Regions from separate parts of the Mus musculus genome. Here region 1 is linked to region 2. A link is a contact called in public Hi-C data. All regions are on one chromosome and are shown on one strand. The core of a region is the stretch at or near the end of the contact, and the rest is flanking DNA. Distances in the headings are between cores, read along the strand shown. Region 1 overlaps Gm36619 (a long non-coding RNA gene). Region 2 holds the start of Coq2 (coenzyme Q2 4-hydroxybenzoate polyprenyltransferase).

Evidence for each region. Hi-C and Micro-C count contacts between places; a contact is called where the count stands out from the background.
Region 1: a Hi-C map of the MNK3 cell line shows a contact between it and region 2, with 2.2 times the contacts expected there. The contact joins the enhancer-like site here to the promoter of Coq2 in region 2. A contact is called at or near these places in 3 of 39 promoter capture datasets (the C10 cell line and pre-B cells), 3 of 484 Hi-C or Micro-C datasets (B cells, CD4 T cells and the MNK3 cell line), 3 of 115 datasets of contacts at active chromatin or transcription factors (effector CD8 T cells, embryonic stem cells and memory CD8 T cells) and 1 of 9 other capture datasets (liver).

What each region holds. Positions count from the first base shown.
Region 1 is chr5:100,730,225-100,737,598 of GRCm38.p6, forward strand. Gm36619 (a long non-coding RNA gene) reads left to right here. Exons shown (of 4, transcript XR_389416.3): 3 at 2,766-2,971. Among named protein-coding and RNA genes, the nearest start is that of Gm36619, 6.8 kb to the left of the region's middle. Within about 2 kb of position 4,072, at least 15 of the 459 cell types and tissues checked have an H3K27ac peak or open chromatin away from gene starts, as enhancers often do. A contact at or near this core is called in the MNK3 cell line, where this site is marked.
Region 2 is chr5:100,668,076-100,675,767 of GRCm38.p6, forward strand. Coq2 (coenzyme Q2 4-hydroxybenzoate polyprenyltransferase) reads right to left here and starts at 6,181. Exons shown (of 7, transcript NM_027978.2): 1 at 5,914-6,181. The coding sequence starts at 6,166.

The DNA of each region.
Region 1 (7,374 bases), core at 2,822-5,321, 60 kb after region 2:
ATTGGACAGCATTTTAATGTGTGAAAGGATTATACATCCTTCAAGATATGGAAGAAAAAGCACAAAGCCCTAAATTCTGTGAATTCAGATGTGTAAAAAAAGACAAGGAAGTGCAAACTATATCAGCTTGGTGTCTCATTCTGGGTGGCTGTCAGAGCCCTGTGAGCTGACTTAAGAATTGGGTCCCTGCAATGGGTGCTGGCACTTGCAAGGGGATCATGAGCTCAAGGCCATACTGAGCTGCATAATGAGACCTTGTCTCAGTAACTAGACTGGGGTTGGAGGTCAGTACTAAAGGGCTAGCCTAGCCTAAATTCCCGAGTTCCACCCCCAGCACTATAAAAGGAAAAGGAGGAAGAGGTGGAGGGAAATAAAGAAAAGGAAAGCCAGTGTAGGTTCTCACAGGACTCAGGCTCTGAGAGGCCTCCTGCCAGACCAGCCAGTCATTGCAATGAACATTTGCAAGCAAAGAGGTGTGGACAAAATGGAACACAGTGGGACACGCTGTGACTACCCTACAGTTTCCACGAGATTTTTTTTCTCTTTGTTGTAGGGGAATTTGCAAGGATGGAGGGCAGGTTTGAGGCGAAGGGGTGATGAGTGGGACTGGGGGCATGATGTGAAGTTCACATATACATACATACATACATACATACACACACACACACACACACACACACACACACACACCAATAAATAGGTCTTTAAAATCTTTTTTTTAATACTTATTTATTTATTATATGTAAGTACACTGTAGCTATCTTCAGACACTCCAGAAGAGGGAGTCAGATCTCGTTATGGATGGTTGTGAGCCACCATGTGGTTGCTGGGATTTGAACTCCGGACCTTCGGAAGAGCAGTCGGGTGCTCTTACCCAGGGTGATCAGTGACACAGTTGACTTTCCCAGCCCCAAGGCAGCTTCCCCACCATGAAAAGCTTTAGAGGTCATAGTTCACCATTGCTTTGCTATACAAATGGTATCGTTCCAGCAGAGGGCTGGGGATAGAACTTAGCTGGTGGAATATTTGCCTTGCATGCATGAGAATTCCTAGATCCTGTCTCAGATCCTGCATGCAATAATTCATGGTACTGCACACCTGTAATCCTAGGTAGATGAAGGAGGATCAGAAGTTCAAGGTCAGCCTCAGCTACTTAGTGAGTTGGAAGTGAGTGAGGGCCACAAGAGACAAAACAAACAAACAAACAAACAAACACCCAAGCTGAATTTGGTACGTATACTTAACACTGAGATTTTTTCCCTCTAATTTAAAAGAAATTAAAACATATTTGCCAACCCCTCGGGCACCTCATCTTTGCCTGATGGATACGTTAGCCCTGTAAGTGAGCATGCCCTCCAGCAACTGGGACACCGAGCTGTCGTTTTTTTTGTTTTTTTGTTTTTTTTTTTGTTTTTTTCCCATCCACATATGAGGTAGTGTAGCTCAGTGGTAAAGTACTCGCTGAGCCTGTGCAACACCTTGGATTCATTCCTCAGAAGAACAAAACAAAATGTCCCAAACTCTAAAGGTCACTGTAGTTAGAAGAGAGAACTTGACTCAGGCAGAGGCCGAGAGCAAAGCCACTCTGGAGGCCGCTCTGGAGGATCCATCAGGATCCTCGGGACCCTCTGGGTGCTTCTCAGACCCTCATCCATCAGAGCACCAACCTCTGGAGGAGGTGGAACATGTTCTTCTCCTTGGGACAAACCGAGTACTCTCAGAAAACACTAAAGATAGGGTTGTCCATGAAAACCACATCCAGGCACAAACATTTCAGGCTAACAAAGCTGTAGATTTTTTTTCAAGGTGTGTTTATTTTTACTTTATGCAAATGAATTTGCCTGCAAGTATGTCTATGCAGCACATGCATGCCTCCTGCCTGCAGAGACCAGATGGGGGCATCAGATCCCCTGGGACACATAAGTTGGGGTGCTGAGAATTGGACCAGTGCTCTTAGCTGTCAAGGCACTTCTCTAGCCCCTGAACCACTCATTTTTGATATAGAAATGCTTAAAATAACTTGGTCTATCAGAGTAATATTTTAGCTTCCTTTTCCAGATTATCTGAACACTTGAACAAGTGACAGCTCATTTTTGTGTTTGATTCCTTTTGCTTTTTTCGAGACAGAGTTTCTCTGTGTAGCCCTGGCTATCCTGGAACTCACTCTGTAGACCAGGCTGGCCTTGAACTCAGAAATCCGCCTGCCTCTGCCTTGCCTCCCAAGTGCTAGGATTAAAGGCATGCATCACTGCCACCACCACCTGGCCTACTTTTTTATTATCATGGAGACTCATGGTGAGTCCCAAGTGCTGGGATTAAAGACATGCACGGCCACTGCCAGGCAACAGCTGGTATTTTTAAGTTGACATATTAACAGTTTGTTAGGCCTTAAGATATTCAAAAACATGGGAACATTGTGTTTGTTTACATAGTAATGGTGAAGAGATTCAAATATGGTGAATGCATTAGTCTATCTGGAAATAGCCAAGGCTGATTTCTTTACTTAATTAAAAACTCTGTAAAATGTCAACATTATTTGCTGTTTAATTTTATTTATTATTGTAGTGTGTGATCTGTGGGTGAGTGAGGGCCACGTCACATGAGTGGAAGTCAGAGGACAACTTCTGGTACTGCATTCTCTCACTCTAATGGAGGATCCAACTCTGGGTTGTGTAGCAAGTGATTTTATTATCCACCGAGGCACCTTGCTCTCCCCCAAATACTAATTTCAAAAGTGAAAATAACCAATGACGTTCCATCTGCAGACAAAAATCGGCCCATGAAGATACAGAGAAGTTTCTTACAGTGACTGTAAGTTCCACAGAGGACGGCGTTGAGTCTGCAGCAAGGAAAGCAGCTGTGACAAGCAGGGGCTCCAGGAGGAACCGGCTACTCTCCTCTGGGCTTCCTACTTCCAATAGCTGGTGTCTCCATCCTCAGCTCAGCCCTTGCTTCAGCTAGGAATACACAAGTGAGTCCATGTGCATCCTTGCCCTTGCCGACACCCCGGTGTCAGAGCCGATCAATGTGCTGTGATCACCTTCCTGTGACATACGCTTTGAAACATCCGTCAGCACCTGCTCTCTCAACTCCGACTTCCATCTTGGCCCACACTCGGCTCTTGCATTATTTATCTGGCTATTTATTCCTCCCAGATTCTTCCTGGTACTCCCTGGGTGCAAATCAGAACTTTTGAAAACAGCCTCAAGTTTCCCAGTCACTAGAGGCCCATTTACTCTCATTTACTGGAGTAAGGATCTCTTCAATGGTGCCCCAGTGGCTCGGGTAAATGGATGCCCCTCTCCAACTGCCTAATTGCATCCTGAGCACGACTTGGCCATTGGACAACTTCCAGAGTTCTATTTTTATTTATCTCATTATTATCTTTGTACTTACTCTGATAACTTCTCAGAGTCACCAGATGGTATTTTTGGATAAGGAAAACTCTAAAGCCACTGAGCTATTTCAGGGGGGATACATGGGGATACATATGCAGAGTCTCTGTTTTAAATGTGAAGGTCATTGTGTTCTTATATGCAGACATAACCATCACATGGTTTTCCTATTGAAGTAACAAAGTCTTGTGAGAAAAACGGAAGGGAGGGCTAGGAGGCTATGTTCAATGGACTAGCTATACGTATATGAAAAGAAAGTTTTTTAAGCTTACAAAGTCCTTGATCCCTGAAGTATTCTTACCTTCATGCCACACTGTCTACCTGGTCTCACACCTCCAAAAGCCATATCCTCCCCCCCCCCCACCAACACACACACACACACACACACACACACACACACACACACACACACACTTATACAGAAGTGATTCTGGAGTGGTACATGTGTTCTATGAGCTCCTGTTGGTATGCGTATGCCAAGTCTTGTAATGAGGATGCTGAAGTCACTGCCGGGGAGTATCCCTAGCCCTGGCATTGTATCTACAGAGGCTGAGAGCCCCTCTGCAGGGACAGAAGCAGATGTGCTCAGCGAAGGTAGGTCAAGCTTGGGGCGTGGCAGAGAGACAAGCCAGCTGGTTCCCCACAGCCTTCTGCTTCCTGGGTCCAGGCCCCGTGAGCCTGGCTGGTCGGACCTATGACTCTGTGGTCACCGCAGAGCCTCTGCTTTGTCCCAGTTATACTGCTTAGCGCTCATGAATTACAACCTGTAATTAACAGCTGTGGCTGTGAAGTAGAGGCCTTTTTATGGCTGGCTGGAGAGACTGGTCCCTGGTTAAGAGCACTTGCTGCTTTGGCAGAGGGTCTGAGTTCAGTTCTCAGCACCCATATTAGAGAGATCTCAACCACCTGTCACTCTGTATCCAGGGGGATCAACGGCCTCTTCTGGCCTCTTGGAGCATATGGTGCATCCATATATGCATGCAAAGAAATACATACACACAGACAAAAATTCTCACACACAACAAAATAAAAATGCAGAAAATGAACACACCACACAAGTATAGAGATAACCACACATATATAGAGATAGCCACACATGTATAGAGATAACCACACACGTATAGAGATAGCCACATTTCACTGTCTCCTTGGTTATCTCAAGAACTTGTACTTTTCAGTGGAGATTTATCAACCCCATCATACCCCGAGGCAAAGGCTCAGACATTTAATAAGTCTATGACAGACTGTATTATTTGGAGGTACAGAACAGTCGCTGACATCAAAGCATGTATCAACAAACAGAACACCATCACCATACACTAAGTGCTTGTGTCCAGGGCAATGACATTTGGAGATAGTAGCTTTGGAAGGTATGGGCAGGTCACAGAGGCAGAGTCCTCACAGACAAAAGTAGTGTTCTTATGGAAGCACTTTTAAGACTGCACTCCTATCATGAAAAAAATAAGAACAAAGCCCTAGAGAACTGTGCCCCCACCCCCACCCCGAAGCAGAGAGCTCACCCTCACCAGGCACTGAGTCAGTGGGGACCGAGACCAAAACCTTGGTCTCTAGGGTTCTGGGAAATGAGCGTTGATTGTAAGATGCCTATTCTTAGGGCCTTTGTTTATAACAGCCTGTGGCCTAAAACAGCACCGAGCTCTTCCTAAGTCTCTTCCTGTAGATGCTTAGGGCTAACAACTCAAAAACACTGCCTAGCATGGAGAACTGAAGCCAGCCTGGGCTTTCAAATGCCTATGGCAGGCTCAGTCTCTCTCTCTGTCTCTCTCTCTCTCTGTCTCTCTCTCTCTCTGCCTCCAGTTTGTGAATAAGATGTAAGCTCTCAGCCACAGTTCCAGCACCATGCTTGCCCGACTGCCACAGTGGGCATAGAGTCACCTTCTAAAGCTGTAAGCAAGCCCCCAGTTAAATGCTTTCTTTCCTACGGTGTCTTGGTTATGGCGACTCTTCATAGCAGTGACATAGACAGAGACTCAGGCAGGGTGCTAAGGATTTATTTGTAGGAGCTGAGCATAACTCATGTGTTTTAGGGAGACAATGTATGTGTGTGTGGGTGTGTGTGTGTGTGTGTGTGTGTGTGTGTGTATGTGTATGTGTATGTGTATGTGTATGTGTATTGTAGTGTGCTCATATTGGCCAGTGGAAGACATCAAGTGTCCTGCCTTACCACTTTCCACGGTATTCTCAGGTTGACAGCCAGCAAGCTCCACAGAAATAACAAGTGGGTTCGGTCATGTTTGCTTTTTTTTTTTTTTTTTTTCTTTTTTGAGTGGGTCCCTGGGATTTGAACTCAGGTCTTTACATTTGCACAGCAAACTGAGCCATCTCTCCATCCCAGACTAGGAATTTTTTTATAGAGGTAATTAGGTACTTTCAAAATTGCCCAGGGAGCTAGAAAATAGGCTCAAAGCCAGCGCTCTGGGATGATTCCGTAGAACGGGGCAGATTTGGCCCTCTGGAGAATCCTCACAGCCCTTGCCGGAAGGTCAGTCTCACTGGGAAGATGGCTTCTTCCTCAAGCCCACTGGAGAACACAGTGACATTGAGAGAGACTCTAATAAAGCTAAGGATACCACTTACCCAGCAAAACCATTGTGTAGCTGACTTGGCTCTTACATAAGCGAGGCAGATGAAGCTATCACTAACTGAGGTGCCTATAAACATATCAAAGCCGAAGCCTGCCAGCGCTCCCAGCATCCCTCAGTACCTGTGGCTCCTCCCAGCACTTCTCACCACACACCTCACTCTAAACCTCTCCTATGCAGGAGCTGGGCTTCCACTTTCCTCCCTCCAGCCTGATCCCTATATAACTCAGCCATTTCGACTTTGCCACTCACTCTCTTGGCCTCTTGGACCTGATCGCCTCTCTTGCCCGCCCTCCCCATCTCTTCTCATGGTCCAGTTTAGTCTCCCGGTCGTGTTCAGCCTGAAATTTTCCCTCTGTCTGCTTTCTCCCTCATATCTACAATAAAACTCCTCTCCATACTTTAGGAGTGATCATGTCCCCCTCCCCCTTTCCCCTTTCTTTGTCTTTTCGTTCAGTTATTAACCTCATGGTGCAGACAGGGAAACTGAGGTAGGAGAGTAATAGAAAGTCACATGGGAAGAAAACAGCAGAAGAGATGTGCCTGCGTCCCCTTGCTGTAAGTGATACCTAGCTACAAACAGGGTTGAGTTTTGTTATTATTGTTTTAAGACAGGATCTCACCGTGTCTCCATGGCTAGCCTGGAATTTGTAGTGTAGGCTGGCTTCAAAGAACTCACAGAAGTCCTCTTGCCTCTGCTTCCCTAGTAAATACTGCAATTAAAGGTGTGTGCCATCATGGCCAGCCTTGAAGCAAGAGATTTGGGTTTTCATGGATTTTTTTTTTTAAGCACACTAGACTGGGTTCATGGTAGCAGCCCTGTGGTTGTCTCCCCTATCCATCCAGCAGCTGCAGAGCCCGGGTTGCTATAGCGAATGTGCCACAGCGAAAAATCAGCAGTCAAAGAGCCTAATCTGCTTGTCATCAGCTGTCCCACGATAAACTCACCACAGAACCCTATCACAGCAATTCACTAGGTCTGGATTGTAGCTGGCACACATTGCTGTCCGGATAAGGCAGGCATAAGCTAAGTACATGGACACATCCTGCGATCTTAGCATGATAGTGAAGGTAGACGGCAGGAGGCCTAGCCGATCTCACCTACACAAGTTCGACAGTAGATCCTATCTCAAAAAACAAAACAAAACAAAACAAAACAAGAAAAAAACCATAATAAAGAAGAGAAAAAGACTGAGGCTGAAGTTAGCTTGTTGCCTGCTCTTATTGTGTAGGTAGAAGTTGCACATTTAACATAAACATTGATGTTTTAGCTTCACTGATTTTTGGCACGATAAGAAGTGCTTTCTTTGGGCCTGGGTTAAAAGCACTGGTTGCTCTCCCAGTAGACTTGGGGTCAATTCCCAGCACCCACATGG
Region 2 (7,692 bases), core at 4,931-7,430:
CACACAGAAAAAAGAAAGGAAGAGTTTAAGTGAGGTAAGTGCTCCATCTGCTTAGTCCCGTCTTGCCTTCTGCTGCTGTGACAGAGCCCATGGCGTGGGGAAGGAGGGCTGATCTGGCTGTGCGTCCCCAGCAGTCCGTCTGTCATAAAGGAGCTGGAGGCAGGAGCTGATGCTCACTGCTTCCTTCACTCAGCCGGGTTTCTCCTCCACCCAGGACCATCTGACCAGGGTGGCACTGTCCCCCAGTGGGCTAAGTGCCCCCACATCATTAAGAAAACGCCTCTTCCCAGATGACTCTAGCTTGAGTCAAGTTGATAAAAACAACCAACTCCCCCTCGCCATCCGACCCCCTAAAACCCCAACTACCCAGCACAATCAGCACATCCCAAAGTGCATAAGCAAAGTGACAGGTCACTGCTGGAACCCCAGCACTGGGGACTCCTGGGGGGGCACATGCTTTAATTATTGGAATTCCTTTACTCGCAGACATCGGGTAGATTGCTTGGCCTCGGAACAAGTTACAGGCCAGCCAGGGCTACATAGTGAGACTGTCTCAGGAGCTCAAAGGCTGGGCTGGGCTGCATCGCAAGACTCTGTCTAAAACAAAACAAAATAGCAACTTCCCTAACAAAACCTGACAAAACTGGGGGATAAGCCAGGTATGGTGTTGTATGTACATCTATACCCTGTACCCAAGAGGCAAAGGCAGGAGGATCAAGGTGAAGGCCAGATAGGCCTGCGATCAAGTCCTAGGCTAACCAGAGATACAGAGTGAGACCTTGTCACAAAAGCAAAATAAAGCCACTCAACCAGCAGCAACAACAACAACACCTATCAAAGCAAGGGAAAATACATCTGTAACCATATAGCAAATAAGAATTCACCCTAGGGACTGGAAAGATGGCTTAGCCATTTAGAGCACTGGCTGCTCTTCCAGAGGTCCTGAGTTCAATTCTCAGCAACCACATGGTGGCTCACAATCATCTGTAATGGGATCTGATGCTGTCTTCTGGTGTATACATAAAATAAATAAATAAATAAATAAATAAAATCTTAAAAAACAAAACAATAACAACAATAACAAAACAAAAAGAATTTACCCTAGCACACAAAGAGCTCCTAGAGACAGAGAAAGAAATAGTACAGTTAAGAAATGGACAAAAGGGGCTGGAGAGATGGCTCAGCTGTTAAGAATACACTGACTTAAAAGTCAGTAAAAGTTCCCTTTACTGTAGTCAGTATAGTTCACAGAGACGGCCTTGGGCTGAGGGCTACTACAGTGGCGCTTTCTGTCCTTCAGTACGGCTTAGTGTGAAGCCATGTGTACAAAGGGGGCTAAGTTTTAATGCTTAAGCCAGTAAACTAGATGAAGTTAACTGCATGGAAGTATTTTATACAGATTAGAGACTTACAAATGACCTCTGATATTCTATTTCAAGAATGGAAGTCTTTTAATTAGTCTTTGCATATCTTGCCTATTAGGTAAAGTCCAAAGGGTATAAAGATTTGTTTTGCTTGGTACAAGGTCTTACTATAGCCCAGGCTGGACTTGAATTCTGAGATCTTTCTGCTTCAGCATCCTTGATGCCAGGATAATGACAGGCTTGATAGTTGTGTTACTTCCTGATTTAGGAATATGAGAGAAAAGGGGCCAGGTGAGGTGCATACACCTATACCCTAGCACTTACGAGGCAACAACAGGAGGAGTCTGAGTTCAAGACCAAGCTGAGCTCCACAGTATGAACTCAGTGATAGTATTTGCCTCACGTGACCCAGGACTCTGGATTTAATCTTTGGCATTGGAAGGAGGTAGAGGAAAAGGAATAAGGATCAATTAATACACAAAAATGGTCAAATTAAAGTCCCTATAATGTTTAAGCTACTTAAAAAGCAGAAATGCAAGAGGCCCAGGGGTAAACACCTTGAGAAGTGGCCAGCTCAGTGCCTGAACCCAGGCTGCCATGGACAGACACATACACATCTAAACTTGAACAATACCTAACATTTACTGGATGCTCATGAAGTACCGGCCAGCACTGCTAACAGTCTATAAACACCCAGTGCTCACCATGTCCTAAAAGAAGAATCACTAATAACACCGCCTCACAGATGGAGGAGCACAAAGTGAGGCACAGAATCAGCTGCTCTTTATAAAGAGCAAGGCAGAGCTCCCAGTGTGCAGCTGAGGCCCAGAGGAGAAACTACTTCACCACCATTTGCTTGGTGCAGCTAGAGCTAAAGTCTCCGCTGAACAGTCCTAGGCTATATGATACCCAGTGCACAGTGAAGCAAGACGTTCCTTGGCTTCAAGTCCATATTACAATTATGTATATGTTCACTGACAGGAGCCAGCACACCAGTGCTTGGAAGGGGGCAGATACTTGAAACTAAAGAGGCTGAAGGCGGACGCCTCAAAATGAACACCTACCTCACTGAGCTTTAATGAGATGACAGTATTGCAGAGGACAGCTCTGAAACCAAGACTTGGGACTTAGTGAGCTACAGGCACTCCACCACGGAGCTGTATCTACAACCTGAAAGGATTAATCAGCCTATATTAACATATATAACATACATGACTACTGGCACGGCTTTCTCTAATATTAATTAGAATATTAATATTCCTTGAGTCCCTGTTATAGGAAGACACTGCTCAAAGCATGGAGTGTGTGTTTATGAATTCCAGGTACATAGCAGTTCTGTTCCAGGAGCCTCCAGGAAATACTGTGGGTTCTCACAGTCGACAGTAAGGCAAGAGTCCTTTCTATAACACTAACTTTAGCTGGAGGGTCTGAGGAGGAGCCCCATAGGCTCTGGTGCTGTTTGGGAGCGTCAGAGGCGTACTCTGAGAGAATGTGTGCCGCTGGAGGGAGGCTTTGGGAGGAGATGCCGCCATTCTGGGTGTAGCCTCTGTATGCTGTCCACGGTTCACGGTGTGAACTCCCAGCTTCTGCTCCGGCTGTGACTTGTTGCCAGGCTCCCTGCCCCAACAAACTCCTGTCCCTTTGGAACGGTGAGCCCAGCCTGGGCCATGAGGCTTTATCACAGCAAGAGAAAGGTAAGGAACGCAGAGACTGAGAGATGGAGTCACGGTTTGCCCAAAGCCACAGTGTTAAGACAGAATTCTAAACCAGCAGTCTGGTGGAACCATAAGTCAAAAATTCCTTCTCATACCCATGTCCCAACCCCACAAAAACCCTACTTCTGTCCCCACTGATTGCCAGGGGCACTCCTTTCTATCTTCCCTGTGACACTTTCATTCCTTACAGTTATTCTGTGAAGAAAGGTGTAGAGGTAGTGAGAAACGCCAAACAGGCTGTAGACAGACTTGTTTATTATAAAATGGAAAGATTCTCTGGGAGAGGAAATACAATGGTCAGATTCTGAATGGGATGGGCAGGGCAGGGCTAAAGGTCTGTGTAGACTGAGCTTACAATTCTCTAACGATAGATTTCCCTTAGGACAACCCGCAACTGCAGTGAAGAGGGAAACACACTGCCAACCTGGTGGAAAGAGCGCCACCTGCCAAAACTTCCTGAAATGACACCGGTTGACTGACCAGTGATGTAGCCCAGTGGTAGGTAAGTCCCTTGACTAGCCTATGGGAGACCCTTTGAGTTCCACTCCTAGTACTGAGAAACAACAAAAAAGCTTTGCTACTGCCTTCTAAAACACAACGACTAATACTGCTCTATGAAAGTAAGTAGATATAACATCAATACAGTAAAACAATAACTGTATCACTGTCTTACAAGACATATACATATTAAACCAGGAACTCTACTGTCAATTTCTGCTCCTGACACAAGGCAGGGGTCCAAAACTATTCACAGAATGAATTTTACCTTGTAACTGTCTTATTTAGAATCAAAACATACAGGCCAGTATCTTAAGGCACTCAGCACAAATAACTACAAAGGTACGTTTCTCTAATCTCCAGTTCTGTGACTAATGCCTCAGGAGCCCTTATGTGAAGGCACTATGGTCAAAGTATTTACCATGTGTAGATTAAAGTCAACATTAGCACTTTCCTTTTATAGAGAAAGAAACGACGGTGCAGAGACAGAAAGTAATTTAACCACAGTCCCTCCACTGGATTGAGCTGAAGGTTCAAAACCACAAGGTCTGGCTCAAAAATGTGGCTCAGAATCACTTTATAGAGTCCTGTTACATGGCAGGATGTACAGCCACTAGATTAATGATGCTTAATTGTGAAAACAGAAACAATGGCAGCTGTTGATCTGTCCTGCGTGTCTGCAAGTCTCTCTTGTAGCTTTGTCACCCAGAATCTAAGAACAGAATTATAAAATGCTTGTGTAAACCCTGAATTATACAACACCCTAATAATGGCAGGCCTGCCTTCTATTTAATAGGTGTCTATAATCTCTTGTTGCAGTGATTCGGTGCTTAAAACCCACACAGGGAGCATTCACATCTAGAATATCAACAGTGACACCTGGCTACTGCCACCCCACCCACTTTGTCACCTGGACGCTGAGGCAAGCTCTGGAGTTTGTGGCCAACCTGCAGTACAAAGCAAGCCCTTGTCTTATGCAAAATAAAACAGGTCCAGCCAGGCATGGAGGAGAGTGCCTGCAGTCCTAGCAACTGGGAAATGGAGGCAGGAGGTCAAGGTTAGCCAAAGACACATATGGGACCCTGTCCAAAAACAAACACCAAACCCAAACGGGGCCACGTTGGGGGTCCTGGATAGGTAAAGGCAGAACAAATAAGTTTGGCATTTGGATGTTCTTCCATACGCTGAAACTGTACATACTGACATCTAGATTAGCTGGAATTCAGTTGTATCCCTCTTCCTACATCTTTCCAGGGTTGCAGGTCAGGCTCCTAGTCTTAATGTTTCAGCACTAAGTCTGTTTGTTTGGCTTTTATTTCAGAATATAAAGCCCAGACTGACTTGCAACTTGAATCAGCCCTCCTGCCGTTGGATGTTAGACTATAGATGTGAGCCACCATATTTAGCTACCCTTGGATTTTGAAAATATTTCTCCAAGACCTCTCTACTCTATAATATAGCATTTCCTTTGGAGTACTATTTTTTTCAGTTGTTCGAACTCTGGAGACAGTAAGTTATTTTTCTTTTCCTGTGCATGACCTATACCTCTGATACTTTTCCATACTTTCCTAGGTTATCAACTGTCTTTTCCAGCCAGAAACAAATTCTTTCAAAGCTGGTAGTTTTCCTAGCTCATTCTGTCACTAAGGCCAGGTGACTTCATCTACAACTCCGGGCATCGTTTTACCAACTAGACAGAAACCTTGCGTGCAGACGGAGCTTATATTGTGTCACAGGTGTCAATAGTCCGTGAGCACTTTGATGAAAAAGACTGAGAAAAAGAAGGTCATAGAGAGGCTTGTGTGAGTTTACGTTGGCGGGCAATTCTAAAGCACGATAACCCGGCTGTGTTCAGATGCTCTCAATCTTTGTAACCGGTGATGAGGGGGAAAAAAAGCCCAGTAGTAACACTTTTGGGGTCCTTCTGGTCTGGCTCTGACGAGGAGCCTTGATTTCAATAGTCTTACTTACATGCCCCTTGGGCCTTACATAATTGGAGGCAAAAATCGAAAACTAATGAATGCAGAAATGCTTCAAAACTGCAAATCAACAATCAAAAGCTTCGTGAAAGCAAAGGAGCACCTGCTCACATCTGAATGGGGTAGGAGTGGTCTGGAGTTTGTGGAATGGTCTGGGAATATGTGATTATCAACGTCCGCCTCCGGGACTCCCGGCTCAGAGCGAGGGAAAATCTGCGTGTCCCTGGCTAAGGTCCTGACCGAGTCCCGAGGGGACTGGCCCAATGGGTGCATCGCAGCGGAGTCGCGGTCACTGCGGCCCTGCTCCTCAGGCAGGCAGGCTGTCGAGCGCAGCGCAGCCCAGCCCGCCCCACTCACCTATGGGCTTGTCCAGGCGCATGAGGCGCAGGTAGGGCTGCAGCGGGCGGGGCGCCGAGTTCACCACGGCCGCGGCCGACAGGCTGAGAGCTCGGCCCCGCTGCGTCCCGGGGGCCGGGGCTCGCCGATCCCGCGCGCCCGGAACCCCTGCGCTGCGCACCAGGGCCAATGGGAGCCCGCGCGGACCTCGCAGCCATGCGGACCGAACGGCCCGCAGGCCCCGCGCGAGCCCCGCGCCTCCCCAGCGCAGCATGGCGCCAGGCTGGACGCCGGTCGGTGGCGTCATCCAGGGCGACGGGCCGCGGGCAGGCATGCGCAGTGGTGGCGCGCGCGCTCCTGGAACTGGATTTACAGACCGGGCTGAGCCGTATGGTGCTAGAAATCAAACCTGGGTCCTCTGTAAGGAGAGCAGCAGGTGCTGTTCACCGCTGAGCCATCTCTCCATCTCCAGGCTTCTTAATGAACTCAAAAGGAGAGTGTTTGTTTATTTGTATGGAATAGTTCTACCATAAAAAGAAAAACTTAAGTCCAAAAATGTTAACTACATGGAATGTTCACCTTCTAACACTAAAAGGGAAACAAAAAGCCAAATCAAATTATGTAAATTTTTATATATGTATATTCATATATACATATACTCATATATATACATATATATGAATTTAAGTATATCTATCTATATCTATATACTTAAGGGAAATTCTTTACTCGAGGTGAACCTAAGTTTGACAGCTAAAAAGGATGCAGTTTCACTCAAGAACAACTTCATAACCAGGTGGTGGTGGCGCACTCCTTTAATCCCAGCACTCGGGAGGCAGAGGCAGTCAGATCTTTACGTTTTCGGCCAGCTTACTAAAGAGTGAGTTCCAGGACAGCCAGAGCTACACAGAGAAACCCTGTCTTGAAAAATAAAACAAAGAAAAACAAAACAATAACCAACTTTATGCGACCCTTGTTAATATAGTTGGCCGTTGCATGTTTGCAGGTACCTGGTATGTGTTATTCCACGGTAACCCCTCACTGACTGGCTCTGGACAAGTCGCTTATCTGGATTTTAGTGTTTTGAGATGGTGGTGTATCCTTTTCGGTGCCCTTCCTTAAAGCCTATGAAGTGAGTTCTGTGATCCTGGCCTGGCGCTTGAGGAAGGTGCAGCAGGGGGCGCGCTGGCCTTTGCAGTCTGGGAAGCGCTGCTGGTCCTTTGATCTTTTAGCTCCATCTGCTGCTTGCCAGTTGAGCTCCTCTACAGGTTTGCGGCCTTTGAGGCTCCTTTCTTTTCCCAAAAGTTGCCTCCACGCTGTTTATTTTCAAGCACCCTTTCAGGTAGCATAGGTGCCGCCATGCCAAACACGAGGCTCTTTCACACTTGCACACTATTTCCATTTGCCTGGAGTTCCCAACACAATATTTAAAATGCAAAAATCATTGCGAATGCTTTCTATTTTAGAGGGAAAGGATGATAAAGCTGTTTTTTAAAATTGCTTTTTTTTTATTTGAAAAAAATGTATTTTAAAGTCCACTAACTTTTTCACTCTCAAACCCATTTCAACTTGTCCTGCAGTGGTAGTAGGACATTATAAAAGTAAAGACTAGACTGAGTCCAAAGAATAGTTATTAGCATGAAGCAGGAGCGACCATGGCTCTCTGCCCTGTTCTGTTAACTCCATAGAGGGTCAATAGCAACCTTTTGCTTTTGTGACATGATGTCTGTGGCCTTCCGTGGGAGACACACACACACACACACACACACACACACACACTAAATAACTAAATACATGGAA